Regions from separate parts of the Hermetia illucens genome. Here region 2 is linked to region 1. A link is a contact called in public Hi-C data. All regions are on one chromosome and are shown on one strand. Each heading gives the region's core, a stretch centred on a gene start, on an enhancer-like site or on the middle of the called end of the contact. The rest is flanking DNA. Distances are from core to core; before and after follow the strand shown. Region 1 holds the start of LOC119648346 (DDB1- and CUL4-associated factor 8). Region 2 holds the start of LOC119649928 (proteasome subunit beta type-4).

Region 1 (5,978 bases), core at 1,482-3,981:
CAGCTCCAAGGTTTCACTAGAAGTTTCCGTCCAGGAACCTATCGACATTTTAAGAAAAAATGGGCTCTTATAGATAGAATCTTACTGAGCCTCGCGGATTCACTGGTGTTTTATATGTTCTGACAATAGTCCAACCAACACCGTCTCTTGGCGGTCCTGGCGGCCGACTTGTACTTCTTCAGGCAGTTCTTGTATGGCTGCCAATATTTATGCCTGTAGAAGATGTTCAAAATTTCTCGGGTCAGCTTCCTGAGACTGGAGAGGTCTTCATTCCACCACGGTGGCAGTGTCTTTTTGCTGTACTTAGTAAGGCACGAGACTTTAAAGGCGGTATCGAATGTCTTTTCTAGAGCCCCCACCCTTTAACTCCAATTCGCCAATCTTGCCAATTGCCCACCGGAGAGTTTGTTCTTAATTATTTGACCAAATTTTCTCCAGTCGATCCTCCTGGGGTCTCTGAACGGTTTGGAGACCTCTGCGGCGAGACCCAAACTGAAGAGTATCCAGTTGTGATCGGAGATCACTGGTCAGACACTCTCCCGTCCTCTACCCTAAGAATCCCATTGTCGGTTATTAGGGTGATATCAAGGACCTCCGCCCAATCGTCAAAGTTCTTCGAGCTGGGGAAATGGAAGGTTGGTGTACTACCCCTGTTACACACCGATAGGTTCAAAGTAATAATAAAATCACAGGATGACTCACCTCTGTCGGTTATTTCCGAGCTGCCCCAAAACGTATGCCTTGCATGGGCGTCGCAGCCTATCAACAGGTTGGCCTTCTTTGTTGCTATGGTGTTCGTTAAATGTCGTAGTTCTTCTGGCGGAGCTGATCGGTTGTGAACCATGTAAGCCGAGGAAATATACACGTTCTCTGCCCCCGCCTGTTCCAACTTGACCACGACTAGGTCTCCTCGCGAGAATAAATGCTCTTGGTATGTCCTGATCAGCGTCTCCTGTGCTGTGGAATAAATTAAAATATTTGCTTTGGAGCCCTTTGATGATTCGGCCACCTCCGACCCAGGGCTCCTGTATTAGTGCGATGTCGACGTCTTCCTCTAGGAGGAAGACAAACAGATTAACAGAGGCTCACTTTGAGTGCTGCAGATTTATCTGCGTTACCCTCAACATGATCCGCTTGCGTGGGGAGTTCGTCAGTCCCCGTTGGACCGTCGATCGTCCGGTCTCCTGGGAATCTCGTCGGAAGGATAACATTGAGCTTTACGCCCTCCCAGGCGTTGCTGATCTTCGCTACGCACGAACCGAGAAATTCCATAGAGAATTGGTCCTCGCAAGCTATGGCGCAAAACCCACGGACCACCTGCGAGGAATCAAAGCAGGAGATGAATTCCGTGTGTTTGTCTTCGATGTCCAGGAGATGCTCAATGACCATCTCCGACAGCCTCGCCTCAACACTGGTCCACACCTCCGGCGCTAGTTTGCCGCTAGCGAAATTGCCATCCGCCAGCGCCACGTCGCTGAAGGGTTTCACAATTCGTGCTTTTCTTCGGATGTTGCTTAGCGTGTGAGGGGATGATCGTTAAAATTCCAAAGAAGGGCACCCATTTTGAATGTGACAACTGGGGAGAAGGGGGGCGGTCTGTATGCTCCTTGCCGTCGCACAGATAATAGCCAAAATAATCCTGGAATACATCAAAGGACATCTCGAAAGCCTGATGGACAGAGGGCACTTTGGTTTCTGCTCCAGATCATTGTGCAGTAATCGCATGGAACAGTCTGCGGAGTTTAAATCTTCGCTGCACTTGCCCTCGTGCGTAGAGCGCTCCAGTCGCACTCCCTGTTCACACTATGGAAAGCTTTTTCGAAATCGCTAGAACTCCCGGAGTGATCAGCTAATCCGACGGCATTCTCTTTGTCCGGATAGCTCAGTGGTTAGAGCACTAGGCTGTCATACGGAAAGTCGCGGTTCAAATCTCACTGGTGGCAGTGGAATTTGTATCGTGATTTGACGTCGGATACCAGTCGACTCAGCTGTGAATGAGTACCTGAGTCAAATCAGGGTAATAATCTCGGGCGAGCGCAATGCTGACCACATTGCCTCCTACAGTATACTGTAGTGTACCGTTACGGTCTTGAATAAAGTGCTCTAACACACTTCAAGGCCCTGATCCAATATGGATTGTTGCGCCAACGATTATTATTATTATTATTCTCTTTGTCGAGCAATTCATCAAAGCACTTAACTTACCTGTCGGTCGGAAATCAGATTTTTTGCTTTACCTCGACAGGACAAACATCGAGGTGTATATGGACTCATTCCGCTAACTTGTTGGTAAAACTCCCGTCCTCGATGCGACTTTAATAAGCTTTCAAAAAAATCAAACTCAAAACTGGCTGAGTTGGAGTGTCTACTGATTTTGAAAATTATTGTTGGAAACACCACGTTTAGACGTTTTGTTACTTTGTTTGAATATTTGAGATAATGTTGCGTCTAATTTGAATCTCTACTTGACATGGTAAATCTTTATAAAGTACTGTAAGTCACCTATGCTAAACATTCTGTGCAATTCTTAACGTTACTTTTGAACTTCTTTATCTTTTCATGACGTTTTTGCCTTACATCGTTAATAAAACGTTATTAGGCCTTCCACCGGAAATGACCTTTTCCGACCATTCCATCAACGTCTTGCAGCACGTGTACTGCCTTATCGATACCTTTTCCGGTGCACTCAGCTGTATTGAACGCACACCAATCAGCTGTTGGTGGCCTTCGGCTCTACAAACAGCGGCTGATAACTGTCAACCGGTTGTGTAAAAATTGTGTTTTCCCGTAAAGTGCAGCAAAATTCATCCCAATCATTTTGAAATTTTTACCCGAAATGCAATATCTGCTTGCACAATGACTGATTAGCAGTTCGCGCGGCGGCAGCGTTGTTTCTACAAAATGTTTTTCTGAATTTCAATTGGAAATTTACTCAGGAATTTTCCCCATAATCGTGGAGTGCAGTCTTCGGAGTGACAGGTAAACTGAGGAAAATATGTCAAAGTAGAATCTGCCAACGAGCACGGAAAATCGCTTCAAAGTCTTTTTCTGGAGTTGGAAATCGTTAATATCTCAAAGTTTTATATCATTGTCGTGCGTCACTTCCATTTCAATATCACCGCGCATAACGTCAGAGACTACAATTGATTCGAAATATTTTTCTAAAATAGATTCCTCCATATTTGTCCGAGCTAGAGGCGGAGAAACGATAACAGCAGAGCAATGGAGGCCGAATCAAATGTCGACGGTGCCAGCGGCGATAATGCCAGCAAACCAAGTAAAATGGATTGTGTAGCGGACGAGAAGGATAAGGAGAGGTAAAGTGGATTTTTTGCTAGCACGTCTGCTTCCCGAATTGGGGCCTAATTGGTTTAGGGTCGGCTGCAGTTCTGCTTGCGACGCAATTTTCTTTGATGACGGTTGCCGCACGAAGTTTGGCGATTATTGCAGGCTAAATGAGTCTCTATCACCTTACGTCGGGCCTATTTATTTTCGAATCTGTGTACATGTTTATATTTTTCTAACAGCGTTAGCTGAGATAGCGAACAGCAAATCCCAGATGGATTTTTGCTTGTAATCGGGGAGATAAGCCAACTGGCTTGTTGGTGCTTGGTGCAATGTTTTGAAAAGGAAGCGGTTCTGTTGTGTCGCCGAATCGAATAGGCAATTCCTTTTTATTAAAGCTATTTTAAAAGCTACTGGTTTCGATGCATCTATCGTCGATTCTAGGACATTCTTCCCCATGAAAGGAAAGCAATAAAAATTGTAATCAAAATCGTAACATTCATGGATAAGTAGTTATTTTCAACCGGATTTTTAAAAAAGTTGTGCACTAAAAGGTTAATCATTGCGTACTGCATCAAAATATATTTATCGATGACGGTGTCCCGGAATAGTTTTACTTTTAACGCTGTATACCATGGTCGCATCGCTAGAGCTGTTGTTCCTATGAATTTTTAAGGAGACATTTTCGCTAATTCGTATCGAGGAAACCGTTCAAGGATGACTTACGAAAATGAAGACTGAAGGTGTGGTGCACTTAATTTCCGGCACAGCAAGAAATCTCGAGAAGTCCATCGTAACCCCTACGGTGCCAGGCAAGAATATATCATGGCGCTGCTCAGAGAAGCAAAAATTTTCCAAAATATTTATAGATAAATTACATGATCAGGCTCCTCATCTAAAATGATAATGGAAGGAACCCATCACCATAGTTTTATCTCCACGGTCTCACCACTTACGGATGAAATATCAAGTTACCATAACTTACGGATACGGACTACTCCTTTAAACATAGAAAGGTCATGTGGCCACCACGAGAGCCCAATTAGCGCTATGCGGCTTCGTTTTAATGCCACATTCCATTCTATCTAGCCGGCTCAGATCTTCACAGCCAGCCGTAGCCTTTACGAAGGACAAGCCCTACGATGAGCTCCCCAAAAAAATTTTACTTGGTGTCCGCAGTCGGAAGGTTTGTCTGTCCTACAATGGGAATTGTAGGGGCCCCCGCAGGTCTGCCCCTTGCATACCACGGTAATCCTGTACTCATTCGCACTCGTCGGGTCATCTGGATTCGGGGACTGTTAGGTAATGCGGGTAGCCTCCGCAGTCGCCACCGGGAGGTCGACTGCGCCTACCGGTATACTGTCAGAAGTATATCCCTTAGTGTTCAATCCGTCGGTTTCCGCTTTCTTCTCTATGTTCCTATTACTGGGAATCCAAACAAGGGAATTCATCTATGCCATCAATGCGCTCAAGCGGGCCAAACTCGCTTGGCTTGATGGCACGAACTGCAACTGTTCGTAGCAACCCTTGCAGTTTGTGCAGAACTGTTCTTCCACTTATGCGGAAAGACTGGGAATCCGCGATGTTTGTGACAGAGTGGAAGAAAGGGATGAACGTTAAAATTAAAGAACAATACCTTTGTTGAGTGCGAGATCTTGGAAAGTATCAAGAACACCTTGATCGCTTGATCGGCAAGGCAAAGGCTGGTTTCTGCTCTGGGTCCTCCTTCACTGATTATATTGACACCTTGCGAGGAGAAATTTGAAGTCCAACACGAATAACGACAAGGTTTCATTCTATCGTCGATGTTACATATTGATCTCGGTAATCCTGTGCTTCATTCTGTCTTGTCCGGAGGCTCTGCATGCCTTCAATGGACTATGTCGAACTGAGCTGATGATATTTGCTTGCTCTTACAATGAGTTTTAGATCTTGGCAAATTTCTCTGGATTTGACAAGGGGGCGAGCTAAGTCAGAAGATAACTAAGCACAAAGCGAAGCCTTATCTGGTAGCGTTGGCTCACGCACTAACAGTACTAGATCCGCCTTCAGTTCAAATATCTCAACACCAACATCAAGTGGAGGTTGTCCTGCGGCTTCTAGTTTATTTTACTAGGGGGAGCCGCAACTCCGAGTACTCAGGCAATTGTTAGACCCATTGTACTGTCCCCGTAAATTGCCTATTCAATGGCTTCCCGCCTACGGTGTTCGCAGTCTTTAGCGAATCTGAGAACATTCTCCAGAGGCAGAGAGTGTGCAGATTCTTCATTTAAGGAAATCTTGCCAAGGTGTCTGAGATCTGAGGATGCCGGGCAGCTGCATAAAAAGTGCAGGACCGTCTCCTCCTCCTCCTCACATTGGCTGCACATAGCCGAAATCACTACCCTAATATTTTCCATGTGGTAGTTTAAGGAGCAGTATCCCGTTAAAAGCCCTACTAGGGTTTTCAACAAAAATGTCGCTCTAGTGGCCCTAGGCTCTTTCACAAGGATTTTCGCTTGCCGGCAAGAGTTCAAATTTCTCCACTCGGTTGCGTGAATCCTTGCAATTTCACCCTTCACCCTTGACTTGAGTAGATGGTCGGATTTCAAGAGCTGGTTCTGGTCCCACCATTGTGGATCCAATCTGTCTTCCGCGGATTCTGAAATAGAGTGGGTAGATGTGGATCCATGCCCATTACGAAATCAATGCAT
Region 2 (5,978 bases), core at 1,413-3,912, 200 kb after region 1:
GATTTTTTTCAGATTTTTCGGTTGGGTAGTTTCTGAGAATGGCCCCCGTAAAGGAATGGTCACTCTCAACCACCCGCACTCCCCACCTTTCCAACAAATGTGAAAACTAAGACCAGCTTCGAAAAGTACTGATCGAGACCTTTAATTTGATACCCCACATGACTATATTTGATGAAAAAAAAATTTACACCCCCCTTTTACATGTATGGGGACCCCCCCTTAAATTCGTTGTAAAAGGATGTAATTCACTGTATGCGTGAGCGTTCACAGTTCCCAGCTTTCCACCAAATTTGGTGTCAATCGCTGCAACCGTCTCCGAGAAAAATGCGTGTGACGGACAGACAGACAGACAGACAGACAGACGGACAGACAGACAGACAGACAAACAGACAGTAAACCGATTTTAATAAGGTTTTGTGTTTACACAAAACCTTAAAAAGGTACAAAAGTTTCCGGTAGAACCAACATTATTAGTAATGCTGCACCTCACTTTGGAAAATGAACACGCCACTCCGATAAAGTATCCATGAACTTTCGCTTGTAAGCCACTACGCTAGTTAGTTCGGAAATCCGGGTAAGATTCTTCCGATCCCTTACTATTGACGATAATCAACTCGGAATGGACGTTTGATCACCCCCAAATGTCCAAGTTCACTACAAATGGTGCCCAATATCTAACTGAAGCAGCAAATTTAATGAATTTGGACCTTTTAAAGATGGCGTTTGAGGTCAAACTTAGCTTTTAAATTATGGGATGGAAATACATGAAACTCTATTAGGTCTTTTAACCGGACACTGGTCCTTAAATTATCTCCTTCTGGTATTTCTCACTTTTCCAAACTATCAAAATATCAGGTATATACTAGGCTGTTCAATAAGTTTTGCGGTTCGATAAGAGAGCGCGTTGCCACTAGCCCCATTTTTTTTTTTTTTTTTGTGTTGGTGCACTCTTCATATGAACGTATATAAAATTTCATTTCAGTCTGTCAATCCATTCTTTGTTTATAAGCTTTTTAGTATAGGCGTGTAATGATTGAATTTTTATTTTCGAAAAGTTTAAAAGCGAACGAATGTTGAAAGAGTATAAGGACTTTTCGCATTCGATTAGTACAGTAGAAGGATGGGTTTCTGAATTTAAACGTAGTCGTACAAGCCTTGAAGGCGATCCACGTCAAGGACGTCCGAAAGCAGCAACAAAAACCAGAAATCGTAGGAAAAATACAGGATATCGTATTGGAAAATCGTCGAGTGACTAAAAGGAGTGTAAGCAAAATTTTGACTAACTATTAGGTTTCAGAAAGCTCTGTGCACAATGGGTACCGCATTCGCTAACAATGGAGCAAAAACACACTCGAATTCGATTTTCTCGGCAACATTTAGAGCATTTTTAATAGGATAAAGTGGATTTTGTGAGTCAATTCATGACTATGCATGAGAGAGGGTCTATCATCATGATCCTGAATCAAAACAAGAGGCAAAGAGTGGAGTGAAACTGGTTCTTCAGCTCCGAATCGAGTTCGTATCCTGAAATCGGCCAAAAAGGTGTTCTCATCAGCTTTTTGGGATGCGAAAGGAATTTCGTTTACAAATTGCTTACGAACTTGTAAAGAATAAATTCTGAATATTGTTGTAACCTTTTAAACCTGCTGAAAGAAAAAATTCGTGAAAAAGGAAAGATTTGCAGAAGAAAAAAATCTTTTTCGTCAGGACAATTCACCGTGTCACAAAAGCATTTTGACAATAGCTAAAATCCATGAATTGTAGTTCGAATTATTGGAGCATGCGACGTATTCACCAGATTTGGCCCCTAGCCACTTCGATCTGTTTCCAGACCTAAAAAATTCATGCGTGGAAAGCGTTTTTCATCAAATGATGAGGTCATAACAGCTGTGGAAGCGTATTTTTTAGCCCTTTCAGGTTCCCACTTCAGGGACGCAATTCATCAATTGGAATCTCGTTGGAACAAGCGTATTGATGTTCACGGTGTCTATACTGAATAATAAAGTGTATTTCAAATCATAAAATTGTGTTTTTCTTATCGAACCGCAAAACTTATTGAAAAACCTATTATACTAAACTAGATTCTAAGTTAAGAAAATTTTCTTTCTTTCAAAACGAAATAATAAGGCGCACACTCAATTTTCACCTCAGATTTTCGCTTTAGATCCCTTCCTCATCCAGTCAAAATTAGAGGATTATAGGGCAATTTAGAAGAATAAATAACCCGATTAGATAATTTGTTTTAGTAGTTTTTGAAATTGCCGAGAACAAGTATGGAATCAATAAATTTTCCGATTGTGGCGACCGAATGATTCACCATTTGGCATGTAGGAATACGATAATACTTTCCCATAGTGCATTTTGAGAATAAAACCAGGTTACCTGTTCTTCTGCATCTTAACAAATGTAAGGAATATCAAAAACATCAAACTTCGGTATTTCGAAAACTGAGCAAGATATATATCAAAACATTTTATTTATCATTTTAATGTTATTTTGATTCATTTTATCAAAATCAATCATCCCCACACTGCGGCGCTACGAAAACTGTAATTATCCCAGTACAGCCGTTACAAATATTTGATTACTGCTTCCGGTTTTTATAATTATTTGTTTCATTGAACGAACTCGATATCATCAACAACCAATCCCCCAGGCAACAAATATTTCGTTGGGTGTCAAACTGACAGCAAAGTGTTGTGGGGACGACTTGCAAAATTTGATCCCATTGTCAAAGAAGTAGATTCAGTTTTTCGCTTTCAAATAATTCCAATTTGATAGAATTCTAAGTAATGTTGCCCTTTAACAATGGATTCGCTTCGCCTCTTTGGCATAATGGTCCAATCCCAGGAGGATTGTACAACTTCCCAGGACACAATGGACCCGCTAGTCAGCCGAAAAAGGATTACGGCGTTCAACGAGCATCGTACGTGTATTTATTCTGTAATAACTTAGAGTTTCAGTGATTCAGCTTTTGTTAATTGCATCGACTACGATTTTCGAAAATGCTTATTCACCGGATAAAAAACAAAAACTTAACCTCAATTCCCGCAGGCAACCAATAACAACTGGAACCTCCGTAGTGGGACTAAAATTCGATGGTGGTGTCGTCATAGCTGCTGATAATTTGGTTTCATATGGCTCAATGGCGCGATTCCAGGATGTGCAGCGTGTTTTCAATATAAATAACAAGACCGTTGTCGGCGCTGGTGGTGACTTTGCAGATTTCCAGTGCATCAAGCGCTACATCGACCAAAAGATCATCGACGATATGTGTTACGCCGACGAATATGAAATGAAACCTAAATCGCTATATAACTGGCTGACACGCATTCTCTACACAAAAAGAAGTAAATTCGAGCCATTGTGGGTTGACATTGTGGTGGGTGGAGTGGAAGACGGCGTCCCATTCTTGGGACATGTTGATCTGCGAGGACGGTCATATCAAGACGATGTAATAGCGACTGGATTCGGAAAGCATTTGGCGTTGCCATTGTTAAGAGAAAGGACCGAAACAGGAAAACCCATTGGCAGGGATGAGGCGATAGCTTTGGTAACATCTTTCTCATGAAAACCGGAAAACAATCCTAAAAATTCAATAATTTTAGGTGAAGAAATGCATGGAGGTGCTCTTCTATCGGGACTGCCGTGCCTCGCCGAACTTCACGATTTCAGTATGCACAAAAGAAAAGGCGGAAATATTAGGACCATTCAAGGTTTCTCAAAATTGGGAATTGGCGAAATCGGTCGAGGGTTATTGAGATCGAAAATATTCTATTTTTTGTATTTGATTAACGAAATAAATGCTTATAAGTATGGAGAGTATTTCAGTATTTAATTTCTAATTTGTATTTATAAGAATTGCTGGACTGAAAACGCTAATTGATTCTATAAAGTCGCGTCAAAACGAAGCAGCCCAAATATCTATAAGGCAGAAAGATCCGAACCGAGAACTAAATTTAAAAAGCTAGAAAATAAGTGAGGACACCCTGCTGCTGTAATGAGGGAGAATCTGGGACTAAAGTTCAAACTCCCAATGTATAGTGAAACAGTGCCGTTTTCTATGTTCAAACCGCTACGACACCAAATCGCTGATGTGACACTGAAGTATTGTTAATCATACAACGGTCATGGAAGTACCAACGAAAATATGGATAGAAAATAAATCTTCCAAATTGAGCTAAAGAGTTGGCGATTCATACATGACTCGGCAGGAGAAGGTTGGCACATATCAAAAGGGCTAGTACTCAGCAGACTACACTAAACGATGAAAAATTGAGCCTTTTGTGAACGGCATTCAAGATCTAGAAACAAAATAAGCGACTATTATTTCACCACAGGAAACTTTCATTGAGACCTCTTCGAGCACAGTATCTTTGAGAGCCGCCACGGAAATATGTCGGGCCAAACACTGAAGAACGTAACTTAGAATGCAAAAATAACCAATTCTCTGTATAGAACAGACTTTAAGGCTATTGGCACTCAAAGGCATTGAAGGTAAATGGAGGAGAAAGAGAAGATCCAGGTCGCCAGGAGTTACAGAAGGTGAAACTAACAGAAAGTGCGTATATAAATGCCGAACAAACCCACTTCAATAAAAGTGTAGAAGCAATAAACACCGAGCAAGAGATCGGATAAATTATGCAGAATTAGCATAGATTATTAATCTAAAGGAGCAAAGTCGAGACGCAGGAAGAACTCTGATATCGAAAAATTACTGATCATAATGGCAGTTCTGCCACTGAAAGATGAATGGCGATCAAGGGTTTGAAAAGATCAAAATGGCGAAGTTGCAAGAAAATTGATTGAAATGCCATAGGTGATGCCAACAAGTCGATAGAAGAGTGTTTAAGATCATGTGAACGATGTGTATCTGAGGAGAACCAAGAACACGAAGTGCTGAAACGAGATATTTGAACTAATACCCGAGTCCATTAGTCCCGAGACTAGTCAATAAAAGCGCACTTTTTTTGTAAAATACGATTTTATTTATCAAGATAGTTGCCTCCCATAGCGATACAATAGTTCCAGCATTTTTAAGGTTTTATGTAAAACAAAACCTTATTAAAATCGATTTACTGTATGTCTGTCTGTCTGCCACACGCATTTTTCTCGGAGACTGTTGCAGCGATTGACACCAAATTTGGTGGAAATTTGGGAACTGTAAACGCTCACGCATACAATAAGTTACATCCTTTTACGTCGAATTTAAGGGGAGATCCCCATACATGCAAAAGGGGGGTGTAATTTTTTTTCACCAAATATAGCAATACCCTAACAAATGAAAGGTCTCGATTAGTACTTTCCGAAGTCAGTCTTAGTTTTAATATTTATAGGAAAGGAGGAGTGCGGGGGGTTGAAAGTGATCATTTTTGAGTGGACCCATTCTCAGAAACTGCCCAACCAAATAATCTGAACAAAATCAAAAGGCTGCCACTATATGGTGCCTATTCAAATAAAATTAATAGTAGCATATTAGCACAATTTTTAGTAATTGGCTGCAAAACCGTCCTTAAGTTCATCTTAGCACCAGGAAATTGCAGTGATGCAGGCTATAATATAGAGCATGATCCTACCAAGTTTGATGAGAAATCGTGCTATTACTAAGGAAGTTATAATAAGTCAAAGTTGTCGCTTCATTGTAAACTCAAAACTGAATGTCAATGTCACCCGAAAGTGGATACTCTCACATAATATATGCAAATGCACACTCAAATGTCTTTATATAAGAAATACACAAAATCGTTCGTACCTGAAGCATCCAGCTTCCGATTTCCCAACTTGTTCTAAATTGTCGATGCCTTTCTTATAAAACATTGTGGCTTTAGCCTGAAAATATACCTCAGTTGCGGCCATACCTTTACCATCGGAGCCGAATCTCTTTCCCTGGAGCTGCCTTTTGAGATCTACGAGGAAGTAGGTCAGATCTGGTGAACATGAAGGGTGTGGGGGCAATTCGAATAGTAAATCGTTTAATT

What was found. Hi-C and Micro-C count contacts between places; a contact is called where the count stands out from the background.
Region 2: a Hi-C map of whole body shows a contact between it and region 1, with 4 times the contacts expected there. The contact joins the promoter of LOC119649928 here to the promoter of LOC119648346 in region 1. A contact is called at or near these places in 2 of 2 Hi-C or Micro-C datasets (an unstated tissue and whole body).

The regions. Positions count from the first base shown.
Region 1 is chr2:125,497,579-125,503,556 of iHerIll2.2.curated.20191125, forward strand. LOC119648346 (DDB1- and CUL4-associated factor 8) reads left to right here and starts at 2,732. Exons shown (of 9, transcript XM_038050042.1): 1 at 2,732-2,979; 2 at 3,171-3,317. The coding sequence starts at 3,223.
Region 2 is chr2:125,700,921-125,706,898 of iHerIll2.2.curated.20191125, forward strand. It overlaps LOC119649928 (proteasome subunit beta type-4), which reads left to right and starts at 2,663. Exons shown (of 3, transcript XM_038052347.1): 1 at 2,663-2,926; 2 at 3,055-3,553; 3 at 3,609-3,825. The coding sequence starts at 2,793. The coding sequence ends at 3,761.